Regions from separate parts of the Ovis aries genome. Here region 1 is linked to region 2. The links are chromatin contacts, called in public Hi-C maps. All regions are on one chromosome and are shown on one strand. Each heading gives the region's core, a stretch centred on a gene start, on an enhancer-like site or on the middle of the called end of the contact. The rest is flanking DNA. Distances are from core to core; before and after follow the strand shown. Region 1 overlaps GAB2 (GRB2 associated binding protein 2). Region 2 overlaps NARS2 (asparaginyl-tRNA synthetase 2, mitochondrial).

Evidence for each region. Hi-C and Micro-C count contacts between places; a contact is called where the count stands out from the background.
Region 1: a Hi-C map of liver shows a contact between it and region 2, with 4 times the contacts expected there. The contact joins two enhancer-like sites. A contact is called at or near these places in 8 of 16 Hi-C or Micro-C datasets (blood, hypothalamus, liver and 2 more).

What each region holds. Positions count from the first base shown.
Region 1 is chr21:15,403,659-15,406,513 of ARS-UI_Ramb_v3.0, reverse strand. GAB2 (GRB2 associated binding protein 2) reads right to left here. Exons shown (of 10, transcript XM_027959276.2): 10 at 1,980-2,855. It overlaps USP35 (ubiquitin specific peptidase 35), which reads left to right. Exons shown (of 11, transcript XM_060403948.1): 11 at 71-1,185. The coding sequence ends at 238. Among named protein-coding and RNA genes, the nearest start is that of USP35, 62 kb to the left of the region's middle. Within about 2 kb of position 1,278, at least 6 of the 54 cell types and tissues checked have an H3K27ac peak or open chromatin away from gene starts, as enhancers often do. A contact at or near this core is called in liver, where this site is marked.
Region 2 is chr21:15,088,373-15,091,395 of ARS-UI_Ramb_v3.0, reverse strand. The region is part of intron 4 of NARS2 (asparaginyl-tRNA synthetase 2, mitochondrial); the gene reads right to left. Among named protein-coding and RNA genes, the nearest start is that of NARS2, 16 kb to the right of the region's middle. Within about 2 kb of position 1,570, at least 14 of the 54 cell types and tissues checked have an H3K27ac peak or open chromatin away from gene starts, as enhancers often do. A contact at or near this core is called in liver, where this site is marked.

The DNA of each region.
Region 1 (2,855 bases), core at 29-2,528, 320 kb before region 2:
GTGAAGGGAGCACTGTGGCTTCGGAGCCTACGTTTGAAACCTCCTGCTCCATCCCCATCTGTGTTTCCAGGAGCAGGAGAAGGAGGCGCGGAGCAGGGCGGCCTACATCTCCGCACTCCCCGCGTCCCCGCACTGGCGGAGGGGCTTTGACGACGACAAAGATGAGGACAAAGGCCCTCCCGGGGGCTGCAGCCCTGCAGGTGGCAGCGGTGGTGACTTCCACAGACTGGTCTTCTAATGGGAACCCTCGATCCACCCCCCCGCCCTGGCCTGCTCGCACTTGTGGGGTGCCACAGCCGACCTCGGGGTGGGGGGCCCAGGTCCCGGGCAGAGGCGCTCGGCCAGGTGGGGTCTGGGGGAGGCTATGGAGGCAGCCCCTTCCAAGGGCGAAAGCGATGGAGCAGGGGCTGCCAGCCTCAGCCTGGCAGGCACAGAGACTCAGAGGCGGAGGTGAGACCCGGGTCCCTTAAACTGCCCTCAGGCCCCGACGCTGGGATCAGCCCCCTTAAGACTTGCACCCGAGTTGTGGTCAGCTTGGATTAGCTGAGATGGACACTCTCTGGGCCTCAGCCCCTGCCCCGTATTTGCCATCAAGCAGCAGTTCCCTTCCAGCTCCTTTCAGACAATTCTGTCTCTCTATAGTACAGACCCGAGGAGGGTCCCAGCCCCAGCACAAACAAGGGGCTGCGTGTCGCCCCTCCGGCCGCATCGTGCTTCTCTGAGGGGCCTGAGGCGATGTGCGTGGGTGCTGACGCTGTCCCCTTGTGAGGAGCGTAGGTGGGAAGCGGGCTGGCGTGGGGTCAGAGAGGCCCCCCAGCCCCGCCAGCCCCGAGCCGCAATGTGGAGGGTGTCCAGCCGCAATGCGGAGGGTGTCCAGCCGCAATGCGGAGGGGACGGACGGCCCCTTAGCCCCATCTCCCGCCTCAGTGCCTGAGATCCCCCCTTCTGGGTATGAGAGAGAGGCCTTATTTTACTGCAAGTGTGTGTGTGTGTCTCACGACGTCTGTCCTGAGGGACGCTGGCTGGCTCAGCGCCTCAGCTGTTGGTCACGGTCCCCGGGGCTGGTGGGGGCGGTCTGGTGAGGAGCAGATACTGCCCGCGTTGTGCCCTGACACTGCTGTACCCTTTCTAAACGGAGAGGAGAGAACCAGGGTCTCAAACAGGAATAAAAAGAGGTTCTCTGAAGCCTTCAAAGCTGTCGTTCCTCCCGCTCTAGCCATGGCTTCTCGCGGTCTCTGGGCAGGAAGGCAGGGACACCCCCTTGCCCTGCTGACCTGCGTGCTGCACCGGGGAGGTGAGTGTGCCCTGCACGGAAGTGCTGTGTAAATGTGAGGCCTGGTGGGATGTGCCTGGAATGGGGGGTGGGGTTTGACTCTGGAGAGACGGGTGCACAGGCTGGGGCCGCCCGGACAGGACACTGTAGACGGATTCATCGATCAGCTCCGGGCTGGCTGCCTGGAGCTCGCGGCTGCTCCCACACTCCTTTCTTACCCCTGATAACCTGGGTGGGTGGGCTCAGGCCAGGAGCAAAGCAGCCTGCAGCCCTCAGGGCCCGCCCATCTGGGAACCTGGCACAGTGACTGCCTGGCCAGGGGCTTCCTGGGCTACAGTGGAAGAGCTGAGCTTTGGCCCCAAAGCCCACGGAGCCCTGAGAGTCAGGGACCAGCGCAGGTGGGCTGACAGGTCTGTCAGAGACCGAACGGTCATGCTTAGAACTCACCTCTGTGGTCCAGCGCGCCTTTGAAGAAAGATGAGCGGGCAGAGGTTGCTATTGCTTCCATTTCACACACCAGGAATACAGATTCCAAGGTGAGGAGGATTTGCACTTGTTCTTACAGCCAGGAAAGGCCCCCAGTCATCTCCTGTTGAGTGGAAGGTGGCGTGGCCGGGGATGGGGGCGGACTGTCTGGCCGAGGACCGGTGTCCTGTGAAGCCCGCTGCCCACCCCCTGGACGAGGCAGATGCCGCAGCCTCTCTGCTTGCTTCTCACGGACTTTATTGTCATCTAGCTCCGCCACTCCAGTAACAAGGGCCCTGCAAGCTCCAGGCCTGTACCATGTGTCCCCACCGCAAAAACAGGACGCCTGTGAACGCATTCCCATCCCACCCCAGACCTACTCACAGGATAAATACATGTTACAATTTTTTTTTTTAAAGAAAACAATAAATTAATAACTTAAGTGATTAGGCACCAACAGCAATTTGAAAAATTAAATGTCAATTTTAAATGGTAACAGGGCCAGAAACCTAAGAGTGGACTTCTTCTAGCCCATTTTCTCTTCTTGATAAAGCAATGATTCCGTGAAAATGATTCTACATTTCAAGACACGTGTAACCAACAAACACGTAAGAACACACACCACCAAATACACGCCAGCCCCGCAGCAGGCGGCCCACTGGCCCCCCGAATAGCTGAGTTTTGGAAGGCGGCAGCTTGAGCGCTCCTGTGCGCAGCCTCTGACCCTCGCTGTGCGCAGAAGGACGGACGGACGGAGAGGGGAAGGACACACCGACTTCCCTCCTGCCCTGCGCCCTGCTTCCAGCTTCCGGAGCTCCGTCAGAGGGCCATGGGCAGGGCAGGGTGGGGTGGCCACCGCTGGGGGCCTTAGCCCCGGGGCAGGCTGAGAACCGTTGTGCTTCTGTCCTAGGGATGGGATGCAGTTGAACAGTTTCGAATGTAAAAGTTACTGCAATCAGGTCTAGAGAGGGCACTGGGTTAACTGGCCCTTGAGACAGTCACAGAGCAGGGAGCAGCCAGGTGGGGAAGAGACACAGCTCCCTGCAGGCACTCCTCCCTGCCTTTGACCCCGCAGAGCGGGGGAGCTGGACCGGGAGGGGACAGCTGCTGCTCCTGG
Region 2 (3,023 bases), core at 321-2,820:
ACAATCAGCATAAATGTTGCAAGGTAGGGGTGGGAGCAGCTATAGTGAATTTATGTTGCAAAGGCAGAAGAATATGTGTTTAATAGACACATTTTGCTCTTGAAACCAACATAATAAATTCATATATATAAACATCTGCCTGTGTGCTCAGTCACTTCAGTGGTGTCCAACTCTTTGCAATCCCTTAGACTGTAGCCCTCCAGGCTCATCTGTCCATGGAATTTTCCCAGCAAGAATACTGGAGTGGGTTGCCACACCCTCCTCCAGGGAATCTTCCTGACGCAGAGATCAAACCGGCCATCTCCTGCACTGCACACAGATTCCTTATAGCTGAGCCACTGGGGAAACTCATATACACATCTAATCTCTGCTACATTCTGCCGGTCACGGGCGGAATGTAAAATATGTCAGTGCACTACCAGGGGCCTCCCATATTTGCCCCTTCCTTCCTAGTAAGACTGAATTCAAGTATTGTGGCTAGGATACAAAGCATCCAGCCAAGTACTTGCCTTATGAGGTACAGTGATTACATTTTCAAGCTATAAATTAGGAGTCTTAGAAGTATTCAAATATGTACTTAATCTGGGAACAACATTCGGAGAAGTGCTGCAGAGAGCACATTATGGAGAACAAATGAAACAGAATCAATAACATGACTGCATTAAACTTTTATCTCCCAGGAGCCAAGAATTATGGACATGAATCATTTATTCCACATGAATGCAGGCAACTATGAGCATGAGTGCAGTAAACAAAGAAAGGAAGTGAAAAATCCAAAGGAAATGAGGGTGGCCAGAGGGAGGGGAAAGGGAGGAGAAAATTTAACGGCTGAATGTAATTGCCAGAGTTAGAACTGGTCAACTGCTTCGAGAAACAATGCTGTAAATCGTATGGAAATAACTGGATGGGATTTAAAAAAATAAAAATTACTCAAATAATGCTAAACCTCCCAAAAGGCGTCACCAGCTTTTTAAGTCTAAACAGTGCTAGCAAGGCCTATCATATCTAAGACTATAACATTACCACCAAAAGTTATAAAGAAGGTACAAAGGAATAACAAAGGTGAGAACAAAGTCCAAAAATGAGAAAGTGAACAGCAAAGTAGGAAAATAAATAGCAAGGGTACTGTCAGCGGCTGCCTCCAATGGGGTTCCGATGTCAAGTACTTATCCCATCCCATAGCAAAGGGGTTCCTAACGAGAGATACAAATGCCAGAGAAGCGGGCAAAAATAGTGGCCCAATTATTTAGATCTCACCCACCACCTCTAAATATCTAAGTATTTGGACAGATACATATTTCTACAATCAGATATGATGAAACAATGAGTACCTGAAAATTAAAAATTTGTGTACTAAGGCCCATATGTATTACTCAAAGACTCATGGACTGTTTTTAACACAAAAAAAACAAGTATCATTATTTAATCAGACTCAACAGAAAAGAAACAGGACAGCAACTGCCGGCCGCAGGCGCACCCCTGGCAACCAGTAACAGCAGGAGGAGACCAACCAACCAAACAAAACCCAGAAACACACCCATAAAAAGCAGTCACGGGAACTCAGAGACACAGCAGTCCAGGGTCATTTAACCCAGCGTCAAAGAACACTCCCCACTGTGACAGGCTTTGAGGCACTGCCATGCTGAGAAGGAAACAATCTGATACTCAGAGGAAGAAACTCAACTCACCAAGAAAGGGCAAATGTATTAACATCTTTTCAGGAGCCTAAAGTAACAAACATAGAAACAGCACCCAGTACAGAATAATATATAACTATAATTTAGTATGTCCTATAACACTCATACACAAGTGGGTAACATCTTAAAAGGGGAATATCAAGATTATGTTTTCTAGGGCCTTACAATTACAATTAAAAAGTGAATTTTTAAGATTCAAAAGTGCCTATCTTTAGAAACATGTCTAACACTGCAAAAATCCATTATTTTTAACCACCTAAAAGATCCCTGGGTTGGGAAGATTCCCTGGAGGAGGGCATGGCAACCCACTCCAGTATTCTTGCCTGGAGAATCCCATGGACAGAGGAGCCCGGCAACCTACAGTCCATGGGGTCACAAAGATCAGACACAACTGAGCGACTAAGCACAGCACAAAATGTTTTTTAAATTTTTCTTTGCTGATTCTTTGATTTCAGAGTTTTATAGTTTATTCTCTCATGTAAAAATAGTTTATCTGTAAAAACTTCAGATAATAAACAAATGTGTTTAAAAAAACAAGTGAAATGCATGAATTAGGAAAAGCCCACTTGTTAATGGACTGCCAATACCACCACCTAGTGGCCAGAAATCCATAAAACTTTCAGAATTGAAGCAGGTCCACTGGCCAATAGCTGAAGACAAATGGGGGAAAATACTTCTACACCTGAACAAATTTTCTGTTTGTATAGTTCAAGCATTACTGAAAAGCCACATGGGAGCTGTGTGAGAAAGCTTATGACAGTATATGAAAATGTACCTCTTTAAACCATAACGGGTAATGTGATTTATTTTCCTTTGTTTATTCTTATGCGTTAAAGCCACGCTGTTCTTTAGCTGTCACACCAGAAATTCTCTCTTAAGGAGCTCTGCAGAGAGCGAGAATTTTCTAGTGCTCTATAGCAGGGCTGCACGTGCATGAAGTTGGATGCTGTCCAAGGGAAGGGTATGCTGTTAGACAATCTTCCCAAATGAGCTGGATGTGGAGAAGTGCCTTAGGAAGAGTTCCAAAACTACATGGAATAATGCTGAACTTTATCTATTGGCTCACTCTTGCCTTTGGAGCCCTTCCATCCACCACATGGGAGGAGGGTCTCATCAACTGACCAGCTACATTCCACTGTGGCTTTCCTGGGTTGGGAATAAATGGCTGAAAAGCAAAGCTAAATGAGATACATGTCTTTAGTCATTAGATCAACCTACTTGATCATCAATAATCCTTTAAAATTAGTGCTTACTGTATATAAAATCTCTAGGACCAAGATGGAGAAACAGGAACTAGATTTACCCTCCTGTCTGAAACAACCAAAA